Regions from separate parts of the Mus musculus genome. Here region 2 is linked to region 1. The links are chromatin contacts, called in public promoter capture Hi-C maps. All regions are on one chromosome and are shown on one strand. The core of a region is the stretch at or near the end of the contact, and the rest is flanking DNA. Distances in the headings are between cores, read along the strand shown. Region 1 holds the start of Hecw1 (HECT, C2 and WW domain containing E3 ubiquitin protein ligase 1). Region 2 has its middle 43 kb from the start of 4933412O06Rik.

Region 1 (2,736 bases), core at 24-2,523:
GATGAACAGACCACACATCCACACTCCCAAAATTAGTCCAGTGCCTGGGAAATTGAGGCTGCAAGGCTGTCAGAAAGCCCTGGAGTGGAGGATGGAGGGCCACTTTGAGCTCTAGGATTTTGCTGCATTGTCATGGCCTGGTAAAGTAGGGAGAATGTGTCGAATCTCCGGCCAAAAATGGACCGGATGCGGCTTTCCCAGCGCCCCCTTGCCTGCCCCCAACCTCCGCCCCTTTCTCTTCCTATGTGCAGGTAACAGTAGGGTAGGCAAAAGGACCAGCTGCTCCCGCTGAAACTCAGGTGGCAGGCCCAGATGAGAGGCACAACGGGCCAGAGATAGGGAGTCGCCTGGGGAACACCCACACCGATCATCTTCCCATCCAGTCACCACCCAGTAGACTGCACCTGGCGGCCGGCTGCAGGAGCCTTTGAGTGAGCACAGAGAGTTCGAGCAGAAACCATGGGATACAATTGTCTAAAAGCCTTGGTTCACAAGGAGTGGGTGTGGGCTGGAAAGGGGGATTACGTAGGTCTCTCCGCCCCCTCCTCTGCCATCTCTTAGCCACTGGGAGGGCGCCCAGGGGCGGAGGAGGCGCTGCGAACCCGTTTGGGGGCTTCTTTGTTTCTCTTCGGGCCCCTATCTGCCGGCTGTACCCAAGCCTTGGGATGCCAGCCCGGCTTGGGCGGCGACCCGCCCCAAGTCAACAATTGAACCTCGCGGGAGAAGAGAGGGTGGGTAAAAGGGTGGATCCCGGCTCTCTGGAGGCAGTGCGCTGCAGGGGCTTCGCAAGGGTGAGGAAGCCGCCCCAGAAAGGGGGTGGGGAGAGGGCAGGGAAGGAGAGGCTGATGGTCTGAGCGTGGCGTCTGCTTACCTTGGCAGCCTCCAACTGGGCACAGATCATGCTCCGGTCCGCACGCAGGTTAGAACCGGGGGTCGCACGTGGCTTGCATAGGTGCCAGGCATTGAGGACCTGGTTTGCTAGTCCTGGGCGATCAGCGTCTTTTGCCTTGCTCTGGCTGCTTCGTATCCTGAGCCAACTATTGTCAGAGCCACCGTCACGGCTGGAGCAGCTCTCGACTGGTGAACCTGTGCGAGCCAGGAGGGGGTCCTCTGGGTCAGAGGCTCGTGGTGTTGCGGCTCAAACAAGGACTCCCAGTGCGTGGCAACGCAGCACACTTTATTGCTTTATCCTTCCTCCCGCATCCCCTCCCTTCCTGCCTGCTCCTCTGTGGGAACCAGACTTGAGAACCAACCAGGAGCCAGGCTTGCTCTCTGTGGCTGTGCTCCGCCCTGCAGCCTCACGCACCCGCACCCTCCTCCTCACCCCTTTAGTATATATATATATATATATGTATGTATATATGTATATATATATATATATATATATATATATATATATATATATATTCTTGTTACTATAGGCCCTATCCTTCCAACACTTAGCACGCGTCCGCGAGGCTTATCTGGAACCAGCCACGGTTCATCAGTTCCTTTGTGTACATGCAAATGTTGTGTTCAGAAAGGATGAGTACCTTCTAGGTAGGTACACTGTGTCAGGTGTTCTCACCTCAATTTCCTTACTTGTCCATTTCACAGATGCAGATACATTGCACAGCATCCTCCAGTATTTTCGCAGCAAGTTCCCCCAAAACAACGTTATGATCACAAATGCCATGCTTGTAAATCGCCCTAGGTATCTATTGTTGATAAGCTTAGCTTTCCAAGCAGGTTTAGTATTAAGCAGTACACATTGTCAAAATAGTAAAATGGAAGTAGGAAAAATGCAAATCTTTATTTGACCAGCCGACCAAGATGCAAAAGAAAGTGAAATGCTGGCCACTGATTTGGTCTAATTTGGGCTTGCTACGTTCACAAAGTGCGAAGGTTCTGAGCACACAACCCCCATAATCCGCAACTCTGTGTTTTTTACAATGCCTTTTTATTTCTACCTATTTTCCTGCCCGGCACTCCCCAGGCAAACTATTTTTCACATCTTAGAGGTGTACCTTTTCCCTTACCCAGGGAACACCCTAGTATTCTTACTATACTTAGTAATGCCTGGTAATTCCTCTTAGTCACCCTGGTAATACCTCTAGCTCCAGAACCTTTTCTTGAAGAGCTGATTGGATATATCTCCATTTATAACAATAAGACAGATGGCTTCTCACTGGTGTTCTTCTTGTTGACCCACCTCTTGCCACTGATTACACTCTTGCAGCAGAACTTTACAGAAGAGGAAACCACGGGAAACCAAGTGAAGCCTCAATTCCCACCCTCCTCCCTCCCCCGGGAGCACCTCCCTTCCAGCCTGCGCTCGTCACTTCAGGTGCCCAGTGATTTCTCAATGGACATTTCCCTCTGTCTGGCAGGAATCTGATTTTCCCACCAGATGAGTTCAACGCTGTCTGTTTTTCAAACCATATCTCAAAAGCCACACAGAACCCTGAGCACACATTTCACCAGATTTGACAGATGAGCTTTGGTATGAAGAAAACCTCCAAGAATGGACTTGGCTGAGGTGCAACAATAAACACCAGAATCAACCAAATGATAATACCAACCAGAAATTTGGAAGAAAAACAAGTAAATCAACAAAAGTCTCTTGTATAAACTAATATTAAAGATTTCTGAAGACACAATTCCAACAAACTGCCACAAAGAATGCTTATTCACCTCAATTAATTGTTAAGTTGTTCAGTCTGATTTTCAGTGTTGCTGCATCTATTTGGCTCAAAG
Region 2 (2,700 bases), core at 16-2,515, 1.2 Mb after region 1:
GAGTATGATTGTGATAGTCGGGATGCGGTGTTGGGGATATAGATCCATTGTCCAGAACCTCTCAGAATATGCCAGAACATAGCTTCATCCTGCTTAGGAAATGAAGTCCTAGCCATAACTGGTCAGAGGAACCTGATGACAAAGCTGCCCCTCTCTGAGGGCAAAGGCAAGTGCCTGAGTTACCTGGACATGGAGAGGGGGGCTCCTTTCTACTTACCACTTACTTTAGCTGTGGAGCCCCAATTGTCTCATCTACCTAACAAGATAATCAGGACAGAATGAATTATATAGGATGCCAGTGGGCATCAGGACAAGGCTGAACATTGTTGCTGTGCTTCCAAATACAGGGTTCAACGAATTCAATATGGATAGGCAACCCTTCCAAAGATGAAATAAAGAGGATGCCAAAGGGAACCAGCTGACTAGAAAAGGCACTCTGTAGGTGGGGGTAGGAAGGCGTGGTGCATAGAGGCAAAGCTGATGTATGGGCAAGACTGTGGCTTGGACACACAGCCCACACCGACAAAGAAATCTTGGATTGGGGACACCAGAACTGAATTTTACAGAGTAGCTAACTGGGACGTATACTTTTGGGAGAATATGGAAGAAAGTGAATGGGAGAAGCTGCAGCTTCCTTGGGCGATTAAGCCTCATACACAACGGTAACAGAGCATTTCAATCAAAGAACAGCTGCTGTTGCACGGTGCCAGAGGGAGAATCCTTCCAGTCCCTTTTCTGCTGCTTCTATTTCCGGTGTTAGCCAGAGAAAACAAAACAAAACGCATCTTTGGAACACACTACCATCACTCTCCATTCTCATGGGACGCCGCTGTCCTTTTTCCTTCCCCTTCTTCCTTCTGGGCGACCCTTTGCACACAGGGGACGACCCAGGTCCTGGGGCGCAGAATCACGGTTTAGTTATTGGCTTCCTCGCTGAACCCCTTTGCTGTGCTGCTTCCGCCACCGCGCGGCGACATGCGGAATGGCTGCCCGCAGGCCCGCGCTTTACTTTGCCAAAATCCCCAGGAGAGCATCGTTCCTCTCGGGTGTTAGCGAGAACCTACGTGAGCAGATAAAAAGCGTCTTGGTTTGACTATTCCAGGCATGTAGTGTTTAGAATCAATCGGAAGCTGCTGGAGAGGGGCGCCGCTTCGTGGAGTGGCTTTCCTGGATCTGGGCCAGTCTCTTCTTAGCACGAAATACAAATAAACAAGGATTCCTCGGTGGCGCAGGCTGTATTGGCGGATCTGCTGTGACAAGAGCGCTGTTGCTGACAGGGTGGGTCTAGGCTCGGTTTGGCATCTCTACTGTGAAGCAGCAGCCGGCAGCATCCCGCAGAGAGCCAATTCAGCATTCTTGGAGCTGTTTTTCCTCTTCTCTCCCCCTTCCTTACTCTTTCTGAACAAGCAAAATGACTTCCCTCAGGCCCTTTGGGAGATAGAGCATGAGGCCTGCCCCAGGGAGCCTTGTGCCTAAGTGGATAACAGTTCCGCCTTTGGCAAACCAGTTTCCTTAATTTCACAGTGGGCCCAAATCACCGCGCAAGGACAGTGAAGATTGAATGAGGCTTCTTTGTCTCGTGCCCACTTCTGCTCGCATGGCCTAGCAAGGTGCTCCTTTTACATGTTCCCTTTATTCAAACTGTTTGCCTTATCTGTGACCAGGCAACCTTTCAAACACGAATGTAGAGGAGATCAGGACAGCCAGAGCTACTAAGCATGTAGAGTGAGGGCAGATATGGGTGACCACAAGTCCTGGGGGTGGGGTTGGGTGGGGGTTGGGGTGGGGGTGGTGGGGAGAAGAAGGGGGAAACAGATCTGAAAAGCAGAAGAGGAGAGAGGTGGAGTCAGCTGGCTAGTGCCACATGATTGGTCAGGGACAGAGCTGGCCCAGTGTCTACTACCCAGAGGAAAACAGGACAGCAAGAAAGGGGTCCTTCTCTACGGGGGCCTTGGATCCAGAATACTGTGTGAGAGAGGACAACAAAAGCCTGGAAAATGACAAAGTCTGGGGGAAGAAGCTTCCAGCCAGGGTGTCAGGAGGAGAGCCCATTAGGGAGGGAAGGAACCGGGCACCAGGAGAACATCTCTTTGACTTCAGGTGCTCTGGGAATCACGCGCATGTGAGTGGGAATCTCAGAGTCAGGATTAGTCTCTGAGAGCCTTGATTCAACTTATTGGTCTCTCTCTCTCTCTCTCTCTCTCTCTCTCTCTCTCTCTCTCTCTCTCTCTCTCTCCCCATCTCTCTCTCTCTCTCTCCCCATCTCTCTCTCTCTCTTTGAGACAGGGTTTCTCTGTATGGCCCTGGCTGTCCTGGAACTCACGCTGTAGACCAGGCTGGCCTTGAACTCAGAAATTCACCTGCCTCTGCCTCCCGAGTGCTGGGATTAAAGGCATGCGCCACCATCACTCAGCGGCATCTCTTCGTATATAATTGTGTGTGTGTGTGTGTGTGTGTGTGTGTGTGTGTGTGTGTGTGACTTACTGAGTCCAATTAGTACTGGCCTTTTGTTCATGTGTTTACATCTGATCACTATGATTGGAGCTCCTTCCTGAACAAGAACAAAACAAACAAACAAGCAGGTTCACGGGATTTAGAGTTGGGTAGGACTGTCTAGAACCTTCATAGCATTTCTGACAGTGTGAGAGCTCTGAGGAAAATGCTTTCTGGTCAGTATCAGTTTCATTTCTGTCAGTTCCA

Evidence for each region. Promoter capture Hi-C pulls out the DNA fragments that hold promoters and counts their contacts.
Region 2: a promoter capture Hi-C map of hippocampal neurons shows a contact between it and region 1, with 6 times the contacts expected there. The contact joins the enhancer-like site here to the promoter of Hecw1 in region 1. A contact is called at or near these places in 7 of 39 promoter capture datasets (cranial neural crest, embryonic stem cells, hippocampal neurons and 3 more), 2 of 484 Hi-C or Micro-C datasets (both in cortical neurons), 4 of 115 datasets of contacts at active chromatin or transcription factors (astrocytes, embryonic forebrain, embryonic hindbrain and 1 more) and 2 of 9 other capture datasets (adipose tissue and liver).

Annotation. Positions count from the first base shown.
Region 1 is chr13:14,521,953-14,524,688 of GRCm38.p6, forward strand. Hecw1 (HECT, C2 and WW domain containing E3 ubiquitin protein ligase 1) reads right to left here and starts at 1,274. Exons shown (of 29, transcript NM_001081348.3): 1 at 872-1,274. It overlaps Gm30893 (a long non-coding RNA gene), which reads left to right and starts at 643. Exons shown (of 2, transcript XR_382090.4): 1 at 643-731; 2 at 1,597-2,548.
Region 2 is chr13:15,758,331-15,761,030 of GRCm38.p6, forward strand. No RefSeq gene overlaps it. Among named protein-coding and RNA genes, the nearest start is that of 4933412O06Rik, 43 kb to the right of the region's middle. Within about 2 kb of position 1,266, at least 157 of the 459 cell types and tissues checked have an H3K27ac peak or open chromatin away from gene starts, as enhancers often do. A contact at or near this core is called in adipose tissue, astrocytes, cortical neurons and 3 more, where this site is marked.